Regions from separate parts of the Urocitellus parryii genome. Here region 2 is linked to region 1. Evidence: chromatin contacts called from public Hi-C data. All regions are on one chromosome and are shown on one strand. The core of a region is the stretch at or near the end of the contact, and the rest is flanking DNA. Distances in the headings are between cores, read along the strand shown.

Region 1 (6,396 bases), core at 1,981-4,480:
TTCACCAATACATTTTAAGGACCTTTGCCTTTGCATTTTGGATTGTAAGGTCTGGCAGAGTACCTTGCACATAGTAAGTGCTCAATAAATACTAGCTAAGCAAATACATGTTTCCTTACTACCACAACTATATGCATGTTTATTATAAGGTAGATCCTGGATCTTAATTCCAAAGTAAGGTCAGCAGAAACTCTACTGGTCTTCTTTTTGAAAAGATCCTTAACAAAACTTAAATGCTACCCCTTGCTCCATACCTGGCAGGAACATTATTAATAGAACAATAATTGAATATTAAAGGTGTGCCAGGCACTGGTTTAAGCATTTCTCGTGTACTAATACATTTAATCCTCACAACAACTTATGGTAGAGGTACTATTATTATCACCATTTTTCATATGAGAAAATTGGATTTAAAAAGGAATAAACAACTTGCCACAGAGCCCGAAAATGGTAGCATTTAAGAGTCAGGATCTACATTCAGGACATCTAGCTTCAAGCTTGTACCACTAGCCTCTAATATCCTGCATATAGGCGGCTGAAATTCTCCATCATGAGAGTAAGAGGTAATGCCTCCACATAGCTAATACGTGTGTTGGTGCTCAGAAAATGATACCTCAAATTATGGTGTTTGACATGCTAAGTACTTTGAAGTGAAGAAGCAGCTTCAAAGTCTCTTGTGACCTCCATTCTCCATACTGGTTCTATTTCTCTCTAGAAGCAAAGGGAGTGGCTGTCTCTTAGGTTCCCTCATCCCACTATGGAAAGTTCTTAAACAAGGAATGCAGTTGTCTCAGTTGCCCTACCTACAATCTCATCTTACAAAGAAAATTCTGTGGAAAGAAGACTAGAGTTGATACCACACCCAGAGCCCAGAAGAACTTTGTCCTGGGATACTACTGTCTGTTCTTCATGATAATTCATTTCCTCTAAAAATCATTTCCTTTTCCTCTAAAATTGCCTATGTCTCCCCCTCCCTTCCCTATGAATAGGATATTTAAGCTTCTAAAACCTCATTAAGTTATTGAATACTCATTTCCCTATTCTCTCCCACAAAATAAATTTTATATGCCTTTCCTTCTGTTCACCTAGTGTTTGTTTCAGCAGAAGGGAAGTTCCCTTTGCCCCTACAAGTAAATTTAGGAAGATCCTAATCAATGATGTTGGCAAATAGTGTATAACAAACGTGGGAAGTAAGAATTCTACTACGGAACCACCATGTGCAAATAGAGTATAATGCAACTCATCCCTAGATTATCTGGTGTCTTTCATTCTTGGAGAATGGAAAACTAGTTCCATTTAAGGTTTCTAAATCTTCTTTAGGAGTCTTTCCTAACCTTGGCCACCTTCACTTGGGAATGTTTTTCAGAAGTAGAGCAGTTCATCTTGTTCAAACTCAGTTTCATTAAAGCATAAATGAGTACTGAGTCATCCAACATATAAGTTGTTTCATTTAACAGAGCTTGAACAAATAAAAAGCTGTACACTTACTTCTTAGGAAGTCTAGGAGGGTCCACCTGAGGTTTACGCAGAAATGGGGTGGCACCATATGAATTCCTTAAGTTACCGTAGTCAAATTACTTAACTCTGGTGTCAGTTTCCTCAATTATAGAATGAAAGGGTTTTACTGAAATAAATTCTAAAATGCTATGTGGTTCTTCTCTTACCAAAGGCCAAATCTATCTTCAACAAAAGGTGTCAAACCAATCCCCTAAAGGTGCCCCTTTCTTCATGTTACTCCCACATTGAAGAATCCAAACGATTCCCTAAGGCATCTTACATAATCTTTTATTTCTTGTCAAGTTTTCAAGACATCCATTAAAGGGCTTCACTTACCTAACTACCCTCATTTTATTGTGGTGCTGGGGATCTAAACCCACAGCCCCTCACACACAAAGCTCTAGCACGGAGCTACACACCCAGCCTCAACCACCTACTCTTATTTCCAGCTGTTATTCACTAGAGTGGTGCTCTACTCAGGCTGGTCTCCCCACTGTTTCCTTTTCACACGACAGAACTCCCACCCGTAAAGCTTTTGTTCTTATTATCTCCTACGACAGATCTAGCCAGAAATTTTAAGTTCCCCCCTAGAGGTTAATCAAGGACTTCATTGAGGTCACGATTCTTTCCAAGGAAGCTTTTCCAGATTTCTTTTAATTGTCCTTTTCTTCAATCAACACCGATGAACTAAATCTTTGCAAGAGGCAAAAACAGCGAGAGTTCAAACTCCCATGGAAATTATTCCACATGTGCCTACGCTGATCGTGGTCGGGCACCGGTGCGCTAACAGTTTCCCTGAACACTTCATCTGAGGCAAGAGCCAGGCACTGATGGGCTCCTGTATCCCCCATTGCACATAGGACCGCGTGGGCCACAGAGCCGAGCCCCACGCGCTGTTGGCCCTAATACACTGCTTGGGCCCGCAGCGGGGCCGGGAGGGCAGGTGCAGGCACCAGGTGTGAAGTCATCCAGGTGACGCAGGGCCGGCCCACTCAGCGCCAGGGACCCGGCCACCTCTTCCAGAAGGCCGTCTCTCCAGCCCAGCTTCATCCTCCTCGGAGTTTTCCGGGTCCTCGACTTACAAGCCCCGGCTGCTACCAGGGCCTCTCTGCTGACCACGCTCCCCTCCCCTCCAGCCCCGAGCCACTTCCCCGGCAACCTGACAGGTCCGACTGCCACCCGGCCGCGCAGCAACCCGGTCAGGCAGAGGGGCGCAGCCGGAGGGGATACATGCAGCCCAAGGGGTGTCACGCGCGAGGCCGAGCGCCACTCACCCGGCGCCAGGTACCAGATCCGGGATGGCCTGCGCGAGACGACGGGCGACGGCGACAAGCGCGGGGCTGCGGTCGGACAGTGGCGGCGCCGGCACTTCCTGCCTAGGGAGGCGGGGCGGAAGGCGCACCGGAAGGCGCGGCGGCTCCAACAGGGAGAGAGGGGTGCGGTCAGCGTCGCGCGCAGGACAGTGCGGGCCGGGGGTCCGGCGCGGCCCGGGGCTGCCGGGGCTGAACGCACACAGCCCGGGTCCTAGTGGTCTCTTCCTTCCCTGTCCAGGTCTGTCGCGGCATGCCCCCGTGCGGCTGGGCGGCCACCCCGTGGCCCGCCCGCCTCCCCCGCCTTCCCGCGGCCGGTCCCCACCGCCCTTCCGCATTCCTGGCCGCGGGGCGGGGGCGAGGGGCAGGGACCCGGGCACAGCGCTGGAATTTGACCTGTCTGGGCCTTGATCCGCCCAGTTTGGGGTCCCCGCAGGAAGCGGCCCACCCAGGGTTGACAGATTTAGCAAATTAAAGTACAGTTACCATAGTTCAATTTGAGTTTCTGATCATTTTTAGGGTCTGTTCTATGCACTAAGAGAAGGTTCAAGAGGCACACTCCTGCTAGCTCTAGAATCCCTTAACTACATCCCAGCCCAAGGAAAGTCGTTTATGCCCTACTCCTTTCCTACCTTCAAAATAAAATTATTCTTAAATTCTATTTATTAATTTTTGCAGTGTTGGGGATCGCGCATGCTAGGACCTACCGTCAAATAATAAGGTGTATGGTCTTATCAGGCCACACAACTGTTTCATTCCTCCTTTTAAACATAACAAAGTTTTGTTTAAATTAAAATTATTACACACACACGTATAAACATATATACAATGCTCTTGGTCAACAAATGGAAAACGGGAAGCTACATAATTCAGGTTTTGTTCTAGATACTCTTTGTGGCTATAATCGTCAAGATAATAATTAAAGGAATAGCACTATTCCAAAACAATGGAGAATGGTCAGCCTAAGAGCCAATTTTTACTCAACTCTTTTTATTGTCTACACAGGTGCCAGATGCTGGGGAGATGAATAATTTGAATTATTTTTCCCTTAAGGAGTTTATATTCTAGAAGTCTATATCTTAAATCCTAGAAGGTAGGAATCATGTGTTCAGCACTCTACACAAGTAGTTCTTAAAACAGTAGCATGGAAAATAACCTGGAAAAGCTGTTAAAAGTTTCTTGAGCCTCAAAATCCAGTATTATGATTCAGTGCCAGAAGTTGAGAATAATTTGCACTTCTGATCAGCACCCAGGTGATGCTGATGCTGTAAGTCACACCTGGTTCTAAACATTTAAATCTTCCTTAGCTGAAGTCTGCCCCTTGTTTGATAGTTTAAGTAACTGTCTTTACACTCATCAGATTTTGACTTCTTAGGTCTTTATCACAGAGCTCTTCCAAGTATGATCTATTACCTAGGGGTAGAGTACTTGTCCAACATGAACAAGGCCCTAGGTTGGGTTCCCAGCACCGCCCCCCCCCAAAAAAAAAAAAACCCACAAAGGGCTGTTAGCCAAATATCGTCTATTACTACTTCATAAACATTTACCCTGGTAAATGTAAGCTCATAGCTAAATCACCCTGACTATACTTTGGGTGCTACTGATCAAGCCTAGGGCTTCAAACTCTACCACTGAAGTATACTTCCTGCCTATACATTAACTTTGAGCTCTGTATTTAAGTTTCTAAATTGTCCTAATCATCACTAACCACATGTTGCTATTTAAACTTAATGTAAAATTAGGTCCCTGTTGTTTTAGATACATTTTAAGTGTGAAGATTATGTCCAAATGGCAACACAATCATAAGCAGGTGGATGGTGATCCTGCCACCTCTGGTTTGGTTTCATCAAAAGGTTTTTTTTTTTTTTTTTGGGGGGGGGGGTACTAGGGATGGAATCCAGGGGTGCTTTACCACTGAGCTATATCCCTAGCCACCACCCCTGCCTTTTAATGTTTTAAGACAGGACCTTGCTAAATTGCTGAGTCTGGCCTCAACTTGCAATCCTCCTGCCTCACCTGCTGAGTCACTGGCATTAGAGGCATGCCCCTGGATTATGAGAACTGTTGAAACAGTTTGTTTCAAGATAATTTTCACCATGAAAACATTTTAGGAACTGTCAAAGTCACTGTTAGTGAAAAGATGCTTTCAGCTTTTTATTGGCAATCACCCTGAATTAAGCAAAGCCCAGTTACTAAGCTGGCAGACTTATTTCATGCAGGCCAGATCATCCACTATTTCTAATATAGAGTGAGTCTTTGAACAGTTATCCAAAATGAAAATGGAGATACTGCAAGAGATAATTTTAGTAGTCCCCCGCCCCCAGAGGAAATAATGTTACTTATTCTTCACTGGAGATTTGTTAACTAAGCAGAGGTGGTATTTTTTTCAAGATTTTAGCACAATGGCAATAGCTGGGCAAAAATACACTTTTTAAAATCCTGAATGAGATTCATTCAGAGAATTAAGGCAGATTCTATAATCCTAATCTTGAAGGGGAAAAAGACTAGTTATTACTAGTCTTCTATTAGTATTCTATATAGCTGTTTTTACCAGGTTAAAGGATCTCCCTTTCTGTCCTATTGAGTACAAAGGTCTGTTGCCCACAGGCATTCACTGTTCACTGAATGAGGTAATGGTTTTCTTCAAGGATAAAGCTTGTTAGTAGTAACATAAAAAGTTATTAGAGTAATTTTCAACTATTTATCTTGGTAGGGCAATTTTGACTGTTTTCACTCAACTCTCCTCCTCCTTCAAATCCTTTTAAACTCAAATCTTTCAGAGTTTTAACACTTTCAGATTTTTTACACTTAAAGAGAATGAAAGTCTTCCACTCCCTGATTAACTCTGAAACAGTCCTGTTTTTCTGCAAATACCAGAAGTTATTTTTAGGACTGAAACAATGACCTCACTTTCCCAGGCATGTAGCTTCAGCTGTTTTGATTGTGGGCAGGTCAGGAATGTCTAAAATTCATAAATGGACTCATGATGAATCTCTGCATAAACAAACATGGTCTTTCAATTGGGGTTGCTATAGTAAAAAAAAAAACCATATACAATAAAAAATACTATATTGTATTTTAAATAGCTTGAAATACAACACAGAAATCTGTCTTTTGATAAAAGCATTTCATAGACTCTCTTGAGCTAAAATAGTTTTTAAAAAATAGGACAAATGAAAATTATGCTCAGTGACCTAGTCTATTTTTAAATGACATAAAATAATGTACAAAAGCTTAGAAGATCAAGTGGGGACACATAAAACCAATACATCAAACTTAAGAACTGAAAGCTACTACAGTGTCACTATATACAAATTCTACAGGAAATTATTTTAAAAACTGGAAGACAAAGTGCAGGAAACCTGATTAGGGCAGTTAAAATTATACTTCCTTGGGAGGAGAAAATAAATGTAGAGAAGATAGGACTGTTAGGAAAACCGAAGAGAATACAAGAGGGGTCTGGCAAGCCTATCATTTTCTGGGATTTACCTCTTCCATCTTTCTTTGAAACATAAAACTAAAACTAACAAAATCCAATTTTGGTAAATAATAAGTTAAAACAAGTCAGTATTTTATCATAAAGTTTAAT
Region 2 (6,715 bases), core at 948-3,447, 180 kb before region 1:
CCCCGGCAACCTCAGCAGTCTCTGCTACCCTTCAGGGAGCCGAGAGGCAATCGCAGCAAAGTTTCCTCTCCAACACGTCACCTTTCATTGTTTCCATGAGTTGGCGCAGAGTAGCAGATCCTCGGTGCGCCCGGGGCTGGGGACCACGGATTCCCCCACCCACCCTGCCAGGGTCCCCCGGAATACCCAAGAGGGCTGGGGGATGGGGGACGTCGGGGGGGGGGGCGGGAGGAGGGAGGGGTTCGGGGGTGCCTGAGCCGGGAGGGTAATCACAGCGCCCCCCGCCGGAGCTCAAACAATGGGGAGGGGGCCGGCGGAAGCCCAGTTTTGCATTCGGCGCACTCGAACCACTCAAATCCAGAACCCCCTCTCCCCACACCTTATGCTGGCAAGTCCTATCGGAACCCAGAGCGCCTCCTATTAAGAGTGTAGATCTGTCAGCCCAGTATCAAGCATGACACGGCTTTGCAGAGACACCCGGACGTTCCCCCGCGCGTTTTCTCAGCACCAAGTTAAACGTCCCCAACTGTAAACGCCCACGTTCTCACTGTCCTGCGGGGAGGGGTCCGCAGGGAGTTCTACTACCAAGTGGCACGTTTAATGTTACTCTCACTGAGGAAGCCTGGAGGCGGGGGGTGGGGACAGGGAAGTTCCGCGTGCCTGAGTCTCCCACAGAATCACATCAACAGAACTCTAAGGTAAAAACACAGCCGAAGGAACCCTACGGGGAGTGCGGCTGCCCCTTCCCAATCTCGTTCCGTTGGAATTGCAGTTGCAGTCCCTTTCTGAAAGAATGTGGAGTTACCAACTCGAGGAAGCTCCTGAGCATGCGCAGCAGCGCCCCCCGCCCCCGGTCCTTGGCTTCCCCGAGCGATTAACTTCTGTTTTGAACCACTCCACATAAATCACAACAGAAAAGCCAACTCCAGTCCACGACGGAACACTCAGGGGACCTCCCAGCGAGGGACTCAAAAGTTAATTTCAAAAGAGACTTTACAGTCTTTGACCTTTCAGGTGTTTTTCCCCCCCTGTGTATTTTGTTTTTTAAACCAGACTGACGGCAAGTTTTAGTTGTAAACCGTCCAGAACGCTTCGTGGAAACAATGACAGCCTCGCTCTTTGCACTTACAACCAAGCCTGCTTGTCACACTTGGACACATTTTGACTGCATGCAGCTTTAAGCAGCTTGCCCTGTGTCCAACTCCTCATCTTGCCCCAAATCCATCGTGGGAAAACTTAAAAAGCTGGGAATTTTTTAGAAGTCTAGCTTTCCAAAGCCATGTACGCCCAAGGGCGATGTGGGGGTCCGGGATCACATTCCTTTGATTGTGAAAACATCTCATCCCTAAAAAAAGGGTACCAGGGCCCACTGGGGCGTGGGGGCCCCGGAACCGAACTTTCACACAAAGGCACCTCGGCCTCGGTAGCTCCGGATTCGGGCCAGGAAAACCTAGGAGGGATCCCCCGACACCGACCCCACACCCGCCGTCCGCCAGACAGAGCTAGCAGCCACGCGGCGGCTGGGCCAAGCGTGGGGTGTTGGTGGAGACAATGAAACTTGGAGGCGCACAAACAAGGCGCTGAGCGTTGATTCTTGACAACGTGCCAGCAGCGTGGAGAGGCTCGGCTCCCCACAACAGCCCTTCGTGTTGTGTCTAGAAGGAAAACAGCAACTGCCGTTCCAGACACAGCCTCAACAAAGAGAACGGCAGCCGCTCCAGCCCTAGAGCCCCTGGGCGGAAAAGTCCACCAAGTCACTTTCGCCCCCAGTCTAGCGCAGCGCGGCCCGGCCCGCGTGTTTCTCTGGGACTCGCAGCCCCGGTGCGCACAGCCCGCGGCCGCCTTACCTTTCTTGCTCTTCATTCTGGAACTCCCCTCCCAGCGGAAGGCAATGCTGGGGTCTCGAGGGGCCAGGAGCCTGGACACAGCGGGCAACTGGTCGTCCTCCTTCACTGCAGACTTTCCAGCAACTTATAGGACGTGCTCCAGCCGTTATTGCTAAACAAGGCGCTTGGATCCCAGGCGCCTGCTCCTTGGGTGGAATTCAAGTGACACTTGGGCTTCCTCCTGCCGGGATCTTCTGGCAGCCGGCCGGGGGCTCTCCCTCACCCAACTCGCTCCCCTCCCCACTCCGCTCCTTTGTTCCCGGCTCCTGCACGGCGCACCTCGGCGCTGTCAGAGTGAGAGGCGAGGAGGGAAGGTACCGGAGGTCCTGCCTCCGCCCCCAGCCGCCCGCCCCGTCCCCCGCCCGTCCCACCGCGCCTCCGCCCCTCCCCCGCACCTTTCAGCGGGGGTGGACTGGACCCAGCGGCGCGACCGCTCTGACCTAGCCACTGTCACCCGTCCCTCACAGGGGTGGCGGACCCTAGAAACACTATCACGCCTGCCTGCTGCGCGTGCACCGCCCGCATCCCTCGCCCGGCGGCGGAGACACCAGCTGAGCGTTCCGGGTTTTTCCTTTGGGCCTTTCTTCCTGAGGCTGGCCAGAGTGCGTTGGGTTAGGAAATTGCAACAGATGGGAAAAAGGACGCCCCCTTCTTCCCCTCCTCCACCCCAGGGAAGAAAAGACTCGCCCTCTTGTTTTTGACAGCTGCCCCAAACTCCTCAGTCCCTGCTTGAGCCGCACCAGACAGCCGCTTCTGATTCAAGGGGCGGGGCACAAGAGGAAAAGTATTCGGGACAAGAACCAACTTCTTCCAGAATGCGCGGCTGCCATTGACACGCGGGCGCGGCGCGGCGCACCCTTCTCCTCGCGGCGCTCTTCCTCCAACAACGGCAATGGGAGGTGGTGTGTGTGTGGGGGGGGATGAGACAGAAACCCTAGGCGAATGTCTGTTCCCCCGGGCTAAAGCTGTGAGTTCCGGATTGGATTGCAAGGCAGTTTCGAAATCTAACACGTTGCGAATAGACACTTGTCATGCTCACATGCTCTTTAAACGTCTCTGTCTGGGGACTGCCCCGGCGCGCGCCCGCCCTGCTGCTACTCGGCCCGACCCCTCCACCCCCGGACCCCGGCAGCAGCCGCCTTTATAGCAAAGAGGCGACCACGCAGTGACTGCTCATCCGTTTTGGTAAACAGTGTCTACTTTTAGGACTTAAATCCCGCTAGGGGACCCCTCCTCCCCTTCTGTGTTTCAAACAGAAACTAGCCATTAAGTAAACACATGTTCCTGTGGGTTTATTTTGGTTGAGTTACGAGGACTCCAACAGGAGTTCCTTGATGAAATTCCCCTTTTAAAAGACCAGATGCTGTTTGGCTGATTTCTAGACACGCATGACCTCTCCTCTCCTCTGGGTCTAGTTTTTTTTTTTTTTCCGCGTGGGTATGTCCCGTTGTTCTGAAGCAAAGCAAATGAACTGTCATACACCACGGTTAGACTTTCTCCATCACTGAAAAAGAAAAAAAAAAAAAAAAAACCCTAAACGCAAATAAGCCTAGTAAAAGATTTACGTCAGCGCCTGGGTCTGTCTCCAGTTTCGGCTCTGTGGCTGTTTTTGTTTTGTAACCTCTTTGGAGATCCCGGTAGGAGAAAGCTCCGTGGAAATAAGGTTAAACCCGAGAAGGACTAAAGCAGCCAAAGAATGACTAAACTAGACTTTGGAGACTGTTTTAGGATTACGCTGAAAATTAAAGCCAGCCTCCTCTGCGCCCCCTTCCGAAAGACACCCCCGCCCCGAGAGTGCGTTAAGGCCAGGGTTTAAAAAGCTTGGGTGGTTTTTCCAATTACAGGACTTAAAATGAATCAACAAGGAAAAAAGCGTCACTATAAGAAGGCAGCAACCTTACGATTTTTTTTTTTTTTTCTTCTGTGGTTTGCCGACTGCTCGGCCCAGAAGAGAACACACATCTAAAAGCACGGGAGGCAGCCAGAGGAGGGAGGACAGGGTCCTGGGGAGAAACCACCAGCCTGGAGCTAGCTTGCAACTGCCTGGAGCCGAGTTCCTTCGCCCGGCCTGGCTGCAGATGAATCAGCTGCTGCGCCCGAGTGCGGGACAGATGTGGCGCGGGGAGGGGGCCGGCTTGCCCCGCGCCCGTTAGAGGGCCGCCTAGTTATTTCATTTGAAGGGTTGTTTGTTGCTGGGATTGGTGGCTCATATCCGCTCGGGAACCCGGAGAGGAGGGAGGAGAGACGCAAGGAGGAGGAGCCGTGGGCCACTGCCGCAGCGACTCCGCGGTCTGAGTGGCAGGATCCAAGCCTGGGACCGGACGGTTACTGCGGAGACGCTTTGTTTGCTAACTTCGAAAGCGCCTTCGGTTGCCTCCACTCTTTCGAAGCCACTCTACAAAACAAACCTTCGGTCCGTTTAACCCTCCCCTTGCCTGCTTTCGGCAGCCAGAGACAAAAATGTTTCCTTCTTCCCGGTGGTTATCCTTGGCCACGGGGTGGCTCTCATTATGTACACAAAGGTAGCTTTACTTTGGTCTAAGTGAACTTAGCTAATTAATGCGATTCTCCAGCAACCGAGATGGAAACCTAGAGTCAAGGGAGTTTACAGCTTGAAAACAAACTTTACAGGGCAAGGGGGAGGGGTGGAGAAAAATTAAAAGCCTCTTTCAAATTATGAGGAGGAGGAAAACGTGGAGACTTAAACTAACCTTGGCTAGAAAGCCAGCTTGATCCGGCCAACGCACACCTTTTGCTCGAAGCTGTGTTTATTAAAGCTGGCGGGATGCTCCCGAAAGAAACATAGGCACAATTCTATGATGCAGCTAACAGCTTGATAGCCTCCCTGGTGCATGTCACCCCACTCCACCCCCAACGCTAGTGCCAAACTTATGAGGAAAGCAACCCAAAAAAATGATCTCTGAACTCCAGCAATTGCTTTAGGATATTTTTTGTTTGCTTGCTTTTGTCAAGGTGGAAAAACAAGTTTCCGTTCTGGCTCTGTCAGTCTTTAAAGTGTCAGGGCCTCTCTGTAGAATCGATTCAGTGACTTTTAAGATTCCAATGCTTAAAAAAAATTATGTGGACTCACATTTGCTACATATTATTTGCTGAATCCATCTGAATTTTCATTGGATTGGGAAATTGCCTGCCTGAAATTGAGACGTTGCAGGTTCTGGGGAAGGCTGCTGATAAAAAAATTTTCACCATTTTTTTTTTCTTTTCAGGCACACACACAGTTCCATTTGGTGTCTTATCTTTAGAAGCTGCCTCAAGGCCAAGCAAAGAACAAGAGTTGTCATTAAGTTACTTTTCACAGCTTGCAAAAACTCAGACGGAAACTTGGAAAGGCAAAGAAGCCAGAAAAGTATATCAATGAATGCAGTTATTATTTTTGATACCAGGTCCATCAAATGATTGGAAGATATATTTATTGTATTTCTTTTTTTTTTTTTAATTCACTGACTCAACAATTGATTAGACATGATTTCCATCAGGTGCTGTGTCCTAGGTGGGGGGATGATGACTCACAGTCTTTGGATCTGTCTAGAAGGCAGATATTTTTATAAAATATGCAGACTCTTGGGCTCCAAACACTGCACAAGGGGCCTATAATCATCTTGTCACATCTCAGGTCAGAGGGTCTTGGCTGTTTATGAAGAAGCTGACCATTGTCTTTTCAAGGGCCTGGGGCTGGGCTATGGCTCTTGTGGTGATTTTATCAACCCCAGCAGGATAATTCTCCTCCTTTTTGCTGCATGAATAATGTAACCGGTGCTACTACTTTTCTCCTGCTCTTCACATGTCTTTCCAGTCCTCCTTTCTCCTCTGTTGTTACTTCTCTTTACCTTAAGTGGATTTTGGAATCCAGGAGACAGACAGCATACTAATTTATTAAGCCCGGCATTTACCTCCTTTATTCTAAATATCTCCTATCTGCATTGTGCTTCATAAATTTATGAAATATTTAATTTAAATGATTTTATTTCATGTAAGTTTTTTTTTTTCTTGAAGTCAAGATAAATAACACATTCAAAATGCAACACAGCTAAAAGGCATAACACTAACTATTGGACATACATTATCTGGCTCTAAATCAAGTGATCTCTAGGAAATCCTGTGACGAAGGCAGAGACTGACCTCAGATTACAACATCAAAGGATACCAGGGACATCATAATCTCCTGGACACTGGGGGTTGCTCTCTGAAATCTATCTCTGGTTTTCCAAGAGGCTATATCTTTCAATGCACCTATCTTTTGTGACTTTTTTTTTTAATGTCCTTTTTTTTTTTTTTTTTTTTTGGTGCCACTGAGGCTGAAACCCAGAGCCTCACACATACTAGGCAAGCAGTCTGCCACTGAGCTACACCCCCAGCCTAGACTCATTTTTTAATTAAAAACAACAACAACAAAAGACTTCTCAACAATTCAGGGAAGAAAGAAGAACTATACAAACTGAGATATGAAAGACCTCCTGATTGCACCCTCTTACCTTCCATGTGGGTATTTATACACCCACAAACCTAATGGATTTTTCATCTTAATTTTGTGTTTTTAAGTCCCTCTGCCTAGGCCTATCCTTCATCCCTTGTTTCGAGTCTGATAGTTATCAGTCAAGACTTGGCTTATATTTCACCTTTTTAGAGGAGTCTTCTTTGACTACCTAACCTAAATTAGGTGTCATGTGTCTCCTGCCCCTCCATCCCACCCCCATATAGCTCAGGGTTTTTTAGCCGTGATCCTATTGACATCATTTGGGGGCTGGATAATTCTTTGCTGCGGGTGCTGTCCTGTGAACAAGATCACTGGCCTCTAGCCAGTATGTACT

Evidence for each region. Hi-C and Micro-C count contacts between places; a contact is called where the count stands out from the background.
Region 2: a contact with region 1 is called in a Hi-C map of liver, with 2.9 times the contacts expected there. The contact joins the promoter of Tgif1 here to the promoter of Myl12b in region 1. A contact is called at or near these places in 2 of 2 Hi-C or Micro-C datasets (liver and muscle).

Annotation. Positions count from the first base shown.
Region 1 is chr13:52,122,654-52,129,049 of mUroPar1.hap1, reverse strand. It overlaps Myl12b (myosin light chain 12B), which reads right to left and starts at 3,230. Exons shown (of 4, transcript XM_026394522.2): 1 at 2,772-3,230. It overlaps LOC113186910 (myosin regulatory light polypeptide 9), which reads right to left. Exons shown (of 4, transcript XM_026394521.2): 4 at 5,860-6,396.
Region 2 is chr13:52,300,879-52,307,593 of mUroPar1.hap1, reverse strand. Tgif1 (TGFB induced factor homeobox 1) reads right to left here and starts at 2,197. Exons shown (of 3, transcript XM_026394523.2): 1 at 1,848-2,197. The coding sequence starts at 1,863.